Regions from separate parts of the Gossypium hirsutum genome. Here region 2 is linked to region 1. A link is a contact called in public Hi-C data. All regions are on one chromosome and are shown on one strand. Each heading gives the region's core, a stretch centred on a gene start, on an enhancer-like site or on the middle of the called end of the contact. The rest is flanking DNA. Distances are from core to core; before and after follow the strand shown. Region 1 holds the start of LOC107945865 (plastidial pyruvate kinase 2). Region 2 holds the start of LOC107908333.

Evidence for each region. Hi-C and Micro-C count contacts between places; a contact is called where the count stands out from the background.
Region 2: a contact with region 1 is called in a Hi-C map of leaf, with 3 times the contacts expected there. The contact joins the promoter of LOC107908333 here to the promoter of LOC107945865 in region 1. A contact is called at or near these places in 8 of 34 Hi-C or Micro-C datasets (anther, callus, fibers and 3 more).

What each region holds. Positions count from the first base shown.
Region 1 is chrA08:62,380,874-62,385,861 of Gossypium_hirsutum_v2.1, reverse strand. LOC107945865 (plastidial pyruvate kinase 2) reads right to left here and starts at 2,915. Exons shown (of 12, transcript XM_016880020.2): 1 at 2,479-2,915; 2 at 1,423-1,710; 3 at 727-892. The coding sequence starts at 2,715. It overlaps LOC107945852 (S-type anion channel SLAH2), which reads right to left. Exons shown (of 6, transcript XM_016880007.2): 6 at 4,890-4,988.
Region 2 is chrA08:62,867,101-62,872,088 of Gossypium_hirsutum_v2.1, reverse strand. LOC107908333 reads right to left here and starts at 2,308. Exons shown (of 2, transcript XM_016835549.2): 1 at 1,673-2,308; 2 at 1-902. The coding sequence starts at 490. It overlaps LOC107908590 (putative septum site-determining protein minD homolog, chloroplastic), which reads left to right and starts at 2,478. Exons shown (of 3, transcript XR_005899474.1): 1 at 2,478-3,625; 2 at 3,959-4,635.

The sequences.
Region 1 (4,988 bases), core at 1,666-4,165:
ATTTAATGTTTTATATTATTTTGAATAGTTTTGGATAAAAGTTAAATATATTAAATTGAATATTTCATTTTTTAATAAAATAAAAATATTTTTATTTCATATATACGTTTTTTAAAAATAAAATCAACTTAACATTTTCAGCATTAAGTAATAAGTAGTTATCTACTTACTAAATGAACACTTTAATGTAGAAAATTTTTGTATCAAGCAAAAATTTTATAGGGTTATCAAACACATTCAGAAAATTAAATGCTGAAAATTTTCATTTCCAATACAATGAAAATTTCAATGTTTTATCAAACCCTACGTCAACAGAATCAACATAATTTCTCTAGAATGCTAAAGATTTCATTTGTCACTTAGAAATGGCAAAAGACACTCCCGACCCAACAACAGCATCAGCACACCCCAACTAGCAAATTAAGAACATGGCAGAAGAAGTAAGACCCTTTTTAATTCATTTCTAGATCATTAAATTCTTTCTTCAGCTAATGCTACATATTTGCAGTCTTAAGACTCTTGATAATTGAATCATAATACTAAAAGCATATCATCTTTTCAGACTGAAGGCAAAGTGAGTTTGCGCATGCATGCTTGCTGCTGGTGTCAGGGAAAAAAAGGGGGCGGGGGAGAAGGGAGGTATTGTTATTAACAAGCATATAAAACATCAAAAGTTAACAAAACCTGAATACTTTCACAATCTCTTGAAGTTTCAAGACAGCATACCGTCAACAAGAAGCATGTCACCCACTTCTACATCGTTAACAAAATCATCATAGTTGACACTGACACAATCAGGTGTCCCAACTCCTCTCTTAATTGTAAAAGTAAATTCCTGCCCAGTTGTTAATGTGATTGGTTGAGGCAAGTCACCGCTCCTAACTTCAGGACCCTAACAAACAGAGCCAAAATAACATAAGAACATAATAAATGAAGGTTTACAGAAACTGAACTAATAGAACTATCAGACGAAAATCACATAATATCCAGTTATATAATTGTTGCCTACAACACTACGTCCAACAATTTTAATGGCTCATAACCTCACAAGTAAAACAAACGAATAAAGACAAAAACCATATGCACACACACATGTAGACTTATATTTGTATTGCAGACTCTAATAAGTACCCAAACCATATACTAACATACTGTCACTTGTACATACTTGGCAGTCTTACTCCAAAATAGAGTGTCATGATGACCATAACAGAACCTGTATCCAAAATCCAAGAAACAATTGGCATGTTCATATAGGTTTTTGTTAAGAACATTGTCTAAGATGACAAAATTCTGACAATAATTTTGACAAAGAAAGGTATCACTGATGTCTAAGTCTGACAACACCAAACTGTTGGCTCAAGCAACCTGGCATAACTGCTTTTACACTGTAAAAAGGCAAATGAAGTTGAGGGAACTTGCCTTGGTGTCAAGCATGATTGCGATAGTGTTGTCTTTGGATTGTGCATTATATTCCTTGACTAAATCAATAACTTTCTGATGAGATGCATGGTCTCCATGAGACATATTCAAGCGAGCAACATTCATTCCAGCCTCAGCCAATTTCCATATCATTTCCCTTGTGTTTGTTGAAGGACCAATAGTACAAACAATCTTTGTTTTACGCCTAACAGTAGGCTTGGACCACATACCCACTGATCCATCACCTACTTGCTGAATCCCCCTTAACTGCTCATATTGCTCCTCCCTCTGAAGAAAAAAAGTAAGAAAAGTTACAAGCAATGATTTCTGGTGATTTTCTCTCTTCAACTGTCCATGATAAGTTATTTGAGCATAGATATAATGGCAATTCAAAGCATAGTGACTATGTCATTCAACGGCAATGCCACCATCCTATACCAGTGTAAAGCAGAAATTTCAAGTGAAATACACCGTGTAACTGGAACTTCATCATTTTAACCAAACACTTAAGTTGTTATACACTTCAAGGTTCCTTTTCTTTCAACGGCAAGGGCAAACAGGTGAAAGTTATGCCCCATGTTACTTATTATTCTCTGGATAATTTCTTTAGCACAAAATCAACCGACAGTGCACCAAAGACTGGCTTGTAAAAAGATCTCAGCGGAAATTTTGACTCGAGTCCTAAATATTTCTCATTTATAGTCCAAAGTGACCAGGAAGTTTCCTCATTTTAGAGAAAAAAAAACCACCATTTCCATTTATGGATTGTGCAAGTTTCACTAATAGGATAATGCATTTTCGAAAATACAAACATGACCTTATTCAACTTGACACACTCCATTCTTATTAAAAAAAAAACAATCAGCATGCTCCATGATAATAAGATCACTCCACTTATATAATACCACGCCTATTGCTTTCTTAGCCGCTAGAAAAATCGAAAAAGTTAACAAAGATCTAATGCGTTTTTTTTATATTTTTTCTTTTAGCATGAGATGGCAGCAACCAAATTCATAATCAAAGCGGAAGATCAGAGAGGTCGGGAGTGGGCCAAACCTTAGGTACATCCTCAGGTGAAACGGGAATAAGTTCAGGCTCGGCACGTGCGGCTCTCTTAGCAGTAATCCTAGAGTTCCTAGTAAGCACGACGGCGTTGCTCTTCCTGTGGTCAGGTAAGAGTACTTTGGAAGCGAAGGACGCAGGCTTAAGCTTCTCCACTGGGTCCTGAAGGGATCCGGAGGCCTTGCTGAAGAAGTTAGCATGGATGGATCTAGTGGCCACCACTTGAGCCATTGCTAAAATGAGAGATAGAAAGGGTTTCAGGGGAGAGGAAGGCGATGGGGTTTCGCTGATAAAATTGAAGGTTGGAGCAATCGCCGCTAAAACAATGACTTTTAAAAGAGGACGCTGCAGAATGAAGTGTGCTTAGTTTGTATCGACAAACACTATGCACCTATTTTATTCAAACTGTTTTTTTTAATGTGAAATTATACATATAAATTTTAATTTAATGTAGATATATATTTTTTTTATTGTGATTTAAATATATATTTAAAATTTTAATTTTAATTTTAATTTAATTATATAAATTTAATGAAATAAATACATTAATATATTTTTATATGTAATAAATATAATTATTTATTTATAGAATATATAATCATAAAATAATATTATATAAATAATTATATTAATAATATATTAAAATTAAATTAAATTAAAATTTCATATATATAAATACCCATTAAAATTTGTTCTTTTCAAAAAAATGGATGGAAATTAGGCAAATTATTATTATTAAAACAAAGAAGACAATTTATTATTGTTGTTATACAACGTGGTGTCGGAACCCCTGGTATCATTCGTCACTTTTTTGTTCAAGTGTCATCATAACGTTGGTCTTGTTCTGGGTTGGGATTAAAGTTGAACCCTCCATAGGATTTCCAATTTCAATTTGCCTCTCGTGGTTTTCCGCATGTATCGTTTATGATTTGACTTTGACAAGCATTTCCATTCTTTTCATTAAACATTAAACTTGTGTTTTGTATTGGGTATATGGATTTAAATTTTTAAATTTTGAATTTATTTTAGTTATAATTTTAAATTTATCTCTTAATGTTTTGAAAATAAATTTATTTTAGTTAAATTTAATCCTCAACCTATTAAAAAAAGTTAAATTTATTTATTAATTTTTTAAAAAATAGTCAAAAATAATTTTTCCTTCAACGAGGATGCTAGCAAAAATAATTTTTCCTTCAACTAGAATGCTAACTAAAATATTAAAATTTTAAATAAAGCAACTTGCATGACAATCCACTTGTATTTCATGTTAATTTTTAAAATTTTTATTAAATTTTTATATTTTTTAATTTTATTTTTGATTTTTGATTTTTGATTTTTGATTTTTGATTTTTGATTTTTGATTTTTGATTTTTGATTTTTGATTTTTGATTTTTGATTTTTGATTTATTTGTTGACATAACATATAAGATAAATGGTGTTATGTTAGTAGGATAAGCACATAAATTGTCATGCGAGTTGCTCCATCAACAACGTTAAAAAATTAATGTTTTAATCAGTATTTTCATTAAAAAAATGATTTGACTCTTTTTTGAAAGGTTAAGAGCTAAATTTAGCTAAAAAATGGAATAATGATTAAATAGACAAAAAAAATGCAAACATTAAGGGCTAAATTTATCATTATGCCTTTTATTTATTATGGAAATAGTAACAATGAAATGTATATATCTATAATATTAATAAATCCCTGATTGAGTTGGTGTCACAAGTCAATCAGACACCAACTCGATTTGAAAATTACAAAAATGATCTTTCCTGTTTAAAAAATTTTATATTATTTGAAGGTGTTTTTGTCCTTTTAATTAAAAAAGTAATAAAATTTGCATATGGTGAAATTTAAACTCATGCCAGTTACATTGAAAAAACTTTAAATTTATCACTCAACCAATATTTTATTTTAATTACTTATATATTTTAATTGTAGAGATTAAAAATGTGATGGTAAATTTCAAAATTTCCCCATTAAATAAAATATAAATTTGATTGTTTTTAATTTTTTTAGTGATATTTAGTACTTAAAAAGTTAGTTTATTAGTAGCAAACAAGTAATTTAATCTATTTATTTTAATTTTATTTATTTATTTATTTTAAATAAAATAAATTAATAATATGATTAAATTGAAAATAGAATTTAAATATTTCATATTATTAAATTAGAATATTAATTTAAATTTAAGTGGCATTTAAAATATATTTAAAATTAAATAATGTATTATAATTTTGTGGCAAAAAAATATTAAATAAATAAGAAAAAGGTAATATTCTCTGTGAGAAATTTTAAAACAGTTACTTTCCATGCCCTCTTTAGTGTCTTAGTAGGAAATAGGAATATGGCTCCTCTAATTTGATTGAATTACAACTCCCAATTAAAATTGAAAACTCTCGCATTTTTTAAACACAACTTTAGTTTTATTCAACGCAACAACTTATTACATCAACATCTGTCACATACACTCTGCAATTTACAACTAATCAAACTTTCAACA
Region 2 (4,988 bases), core at 1,059-3,558, 490 kb before region 1:
AAAGTCCGCCACTTCCTAACCCTCCATTCTCCAAAAATGGTGCTTGCACCTCCCTTCCATATGAGAAGGACCAGTCACCGTCCCCAGTTCTATATGCATTTGAGACCCAGCCTTGACAGTTTGGGTGAGGTTGATGGGGAAGATAGGCCCTCTCTCCATCCATATATACACCATAACCCCAGCAGTTGAACCCCTCTTCCCTGTTTAGCATAATGCTAGCGGAGTCATCAGAGTCCTCACCAAGTAGGACGTGCAAAGCGACGGCCTCAGCAATTGCAGCACCTTCCTCATCAAGCCTCTGCTGTTCTTCCTTCTTTTTCTGTTTCTTTTTTTCTAGCTCAGAACGGATGGCTGCGGATGTAGCAAGGGCTTTCTCCAACCGCCTCTTTTTCTTCTCAGCCTGTTTAATACGTTCCAACTCATCCTTCACCTGCTTCTTTTTCGCTTTACTCACTACTGTTTGCATTTTGTTACATGCCTTGTTATCCATGAATACTTAAAATGCTTTAAAACCCAGTCTTCAGTTTTTGCTTTAACAGGTTCCTCTAACTCGTATACATTTCCCTATAAAGCTTTTCTCTTTTTTACTTTTTAGCCTTTTCCCTAAAATAGAAGTTTTGATGCTACCTATTTCTAATTTTATTGTCTTATTACGAACTAATATAACACCAAGACTACTACACCCACTCAGGTCTATAGGAATATCTCATCTTGCGGACAATGCAATCCCAAACAGACACAACAGGGGAACACAGTAGAGATGAATAGTAAGCATTCACAGGCCCATCTCTTGGCAACATCCTCCCTAATTTCCCACAACCCTTGCATTTTCCCATCTTCTGCACACTAACAGGACCAATATCCTTATCCCTGCCCAAGCGTTACTCACATGGCCTACCCAACTGCAGTCAACAAGCAGAACATATGAGTCATTAAAACATCCAACCAAACTTCAAAGTCTGAACTTAAATCATACAAATATGTAAAGTTGGATGAACTAAAAGATTGATGGTAATGGTGAGACAAATTACTAGCATGTATTTAGAATGAAGCATACAGCCTTTCCCAAGCACTTAACAAGTGGAGTCTCAGTGTGTAAATTGAGAGTAAATCAGAGCCAGACAAAATATCCATTAGGAAGTTAAAATTGAAAATTCAGATGAATATCAATGAGAACATAGTATAAGCGAGCATGAAGTAAATTTCCAGAAACCTAACCCATCACACAGTTCAGTAGGACTGTGATTCAAGAGCAAAACAAAGTCAAACTTGCTAAAATATCATCCAATTTTACCCCCAAAACGATCTGATCCCAACGCCCAAAAAGGGATGAAGAGGATAAAAACAACTTTATTCAAATTTATAATAACAGAGTTCTTACTTTTACTGTGAAATTTGACTTACTTCCAATCTAAAATTCCATTTTTTCCTATCTTTGGTAACCCAAACAGAAGGTGCATCGAGTCTGTCCAATTGTTTGTCCTAAAACCCTAAATTTAGATGTAAGTAGCAGAGTACCATTACCGAAATGGGAAAGAAAATGCCATCTTTAATAAAGATAAATAACTTTAAATCATTAATCGGCATCAGATCCAAATACCTATCGTCAATCAAAAGAGGAAAATCACTGCCTAGAAAACCAAGAGATAAATAAAATATAGATGAACCAAACCTTATCAAGACGAATATTAAGAGAGAAAAAGGGTCCTCTACCAAGAGTCGTTGTAGTATGGACAAAAATGGGAAAGGAAAGAAAAGGTGCGTGTTTGGATCTGTAGAAAATCAGAGATAAAGTGGAAAAGAGGATATAAAAAAAAACAACAACGAGGGTGGAAAGGAGGGTGATGGAAATGGTTGTGACCAGCCAACGAGATACGGACACGTGGCATATACATATGAACCATGAGGGGGTAACCGGTAACATTGATCTTCCATGACTTTTTCTCTTGTGGGTTTGTTAATTGTCAGTGGATTGGGTAACTGTGGAGGGTGCGGTGTCACGACTGATGTCACGCCACTTGGCAATTATTGCGTGATGGATTGATTGCCTCTCCCTTTCATCGCCCCCAACTGATTTTTTTATGGGCAAACTACAACAGAGGTCACCCAACTATGGATTGTTTCTTTTTTGGTCATCTAATTATGAAAAGTTATAAAATGATCATCTAACTATTTAATTGTCCTTTTCTGTCACCAGCTGGCTAACTTAAAAATGAAAACACCCAAAAATATAAGATAGTGAGTTGACCAAAAAAGATAAAATTAAATAGTTGAGTCACTATTATGTAACTTTTTATAATTGGATGACTAAGAAAAAGAATACCATACTCGGGTGACTACTAATGTGGTTTACCCTTTTTTGTTGAAGGATTTGAATCCCAACTAAATCTGAACAGAGGCCCATTTAGAGCCCAAATGGCCCAAATACCATTCCATGCTCTGATTTTTGATGGCATTCCTCTCTTTCCATTTGTTGCTGTGCTTCTCTCTGCTAATGTCTCCAATCGAATGATTTTTCATCTCCATCTCCATCTCCATCTCCATCTCCATCTCTATCTCCTTCCTCTTCCTCCTAAAACCCTAAAATAGAAATGCTCTCCTTGCAGCTCTTCTCCTCAAATCCTAAGCCCACTCTCCTCGACTATCCGCTCAACCCCCTTTTGTACCCCAAATGCCTAAAACCTCCAAAACCCTACCCCAAATCGAAGCCCGCCCCCATTTCTTCTGTCCTTCAATGGAATAGAAAGCCTGAGCTGGCCGGTGAGACTCCACGCGTCGTCGTTATAACATCCGGAAAAGGCGGGGTCGGAAAAACCACAACCACCGCCAATGTGGGTCTTTCCTTAGCTCGTCTGGGGTTCTCCGTAGTGGCCATCGACGCCGACGTTGGCCTCCGTAACCTAGACCTCCTGTTAGGCCTGGAGAATCGCGTGAACTATACGGTCGTGGAGGTACTCAATGGCGATTGCCGACTGGACCAGGCATTGGTAAGAGATAAGCGATGGTCGAACTTCGAATTGCTTTGCATTTCCAAGCCCAGATCGAAGCTCCCCATTGGATTCGGTGGGAAAGCGTTGGTTTGGTTAGTGGACGCACTGAAAGCGCGTGAGGAAGGGTCACCGGATTTCATACTAATAGATTGTCCGGCGGGGATTGACGCAGGGTTCATAACGGCAATAACGCCAGCAAACGAGGCGGTTTTGGTGACGACGCCGGACATAACGAGTTTAAGGGATGCGGATAGAGTGACAGGGCTGTTAGAATGTGATGGGATAAGGGATATAAAGATGATAGTAAACAGAGTGAGGACGGATATGATAAAGGGAGAAGATATGATGTCGGTTTTGGATGTGCAAGAAATGCTGGGGTTAGCATTGTTGGGGGTAATTCCTGAGGATTCCGAGGTTATCAGAAGCACCAACAGAGGGTACCCACTTGTTCTGAATAAGCCTCCCACGCTTGCTGGGTTGGCCTTCGAGCAAGCCGCTTGGAGGCTTGTTGAGCAGGATAGCATGAAGGCTGTTATGGTTGAGGAGGAGCCCAAAAAGCGTGGGTTTTTCTCATTTTTTGGAGGCTAATAACTGGAGTGAGCTTGTTGGAGCCGGTCTTTGTACAGTCAGTAAAGGTTGGTTGCCTTTGAATTCTAGCTATATCAGTTTTAAGTTTCTTATGGTAGATAAAGGGTTTGGTTTTTAGGGAATGTGTTTGCTTGCTTTGAGATGAGGTTTTACTCAAAATTGTATTCTAGGGGCTTGTTTGAAATTCTTTGTTGGTGTGTGTGGATTGAGTTGAAACATTTCAGTGCTCAATCAATCTCTTAGAATCTGGTCAATGAATCAATATCATTTCATTTGATTGACTGTCACATATCGGTCATTCAGTACCATAACTTGCTCTTTATCTTATCTGATGCCTTAACATAGAGGTGAGCTGATGATGGTTAACAATATTGAATCAGGGTATTGCGCATTTGGAAGTGATTGCTTCAACCTACGACATTTAGCTTGTATCACACCTGTTTGTAACATTTACATTTTACTCATTCAGCTGTTACACAACATCAAAGGCATGACAGAAATCTCAATTGACAGAAATCTCAATTGGTAAAAATATTGCTGTTAAACCCCGTGTCTTCCATGTCCTTTGATTTGATTCTCTTTCTTTATTCTTTCTCCTCCTTTCACGAACTCTAGCCGCCATTCAAAGTCTCCATTGCCTGTCACCTCTTTCGGCCGAAGCAATCGTGGCCTCCAGTTTTCTTCTTTTTATCCCTTAGAAAACCCTAACTGTCGCCGTCCATCACATGTCTTCTCCGTCAAAAAATACTGACGAGCCGTCCTTTTTCTCCCCTTACATTTCACTGAAGAACAACTGAGAAAACCATGAAATCCAAAACAAATCTAACATGGTTTTATTATTGCGTTGGGTTTTTTGTGTATGATGTGTGGGAAATGTGTTTTGGCATTTAATGTTGGTTGGGTGATGGTGGATTGAAAGAGAGGTGAGGCTGAAGGTGATTGAGATAATGGAGGTGTGTGAATTGTGAGGGGGAGAGGTGGTGAGATGATGAATACATGTCAGGCAATGTCTGTGCTACGTGAGGCTTTCGTCAAATTAAAATTTAGTGATTACAAGGTAACTTATTATTTCATTAACAAATTAAAATTTAGTTATACAAGAGTGTGAATATTTTTAACAAAAATGTAGTGTTATTAGTAAATGATCTTGAACTGCAATTCCTTTGGGTTCAAGAGTTAAAACCAGTTTATAAAAGCTAACCTACTCATTCATGCCGAATTTACTTAAATTAGTTTTCGGTATTTATTATTTAATGAAATATTTTTATTTCCTATAATTGAATATGGATTGTTTTAATACTTATTAAAACAACAACTCTATTTTCAAAATTGAATTTCAATAAATGAAAATTGATTTAATTTTCATAATGATAGATAAAATTAAGGGTAAATTACACCAACAGTCATCCA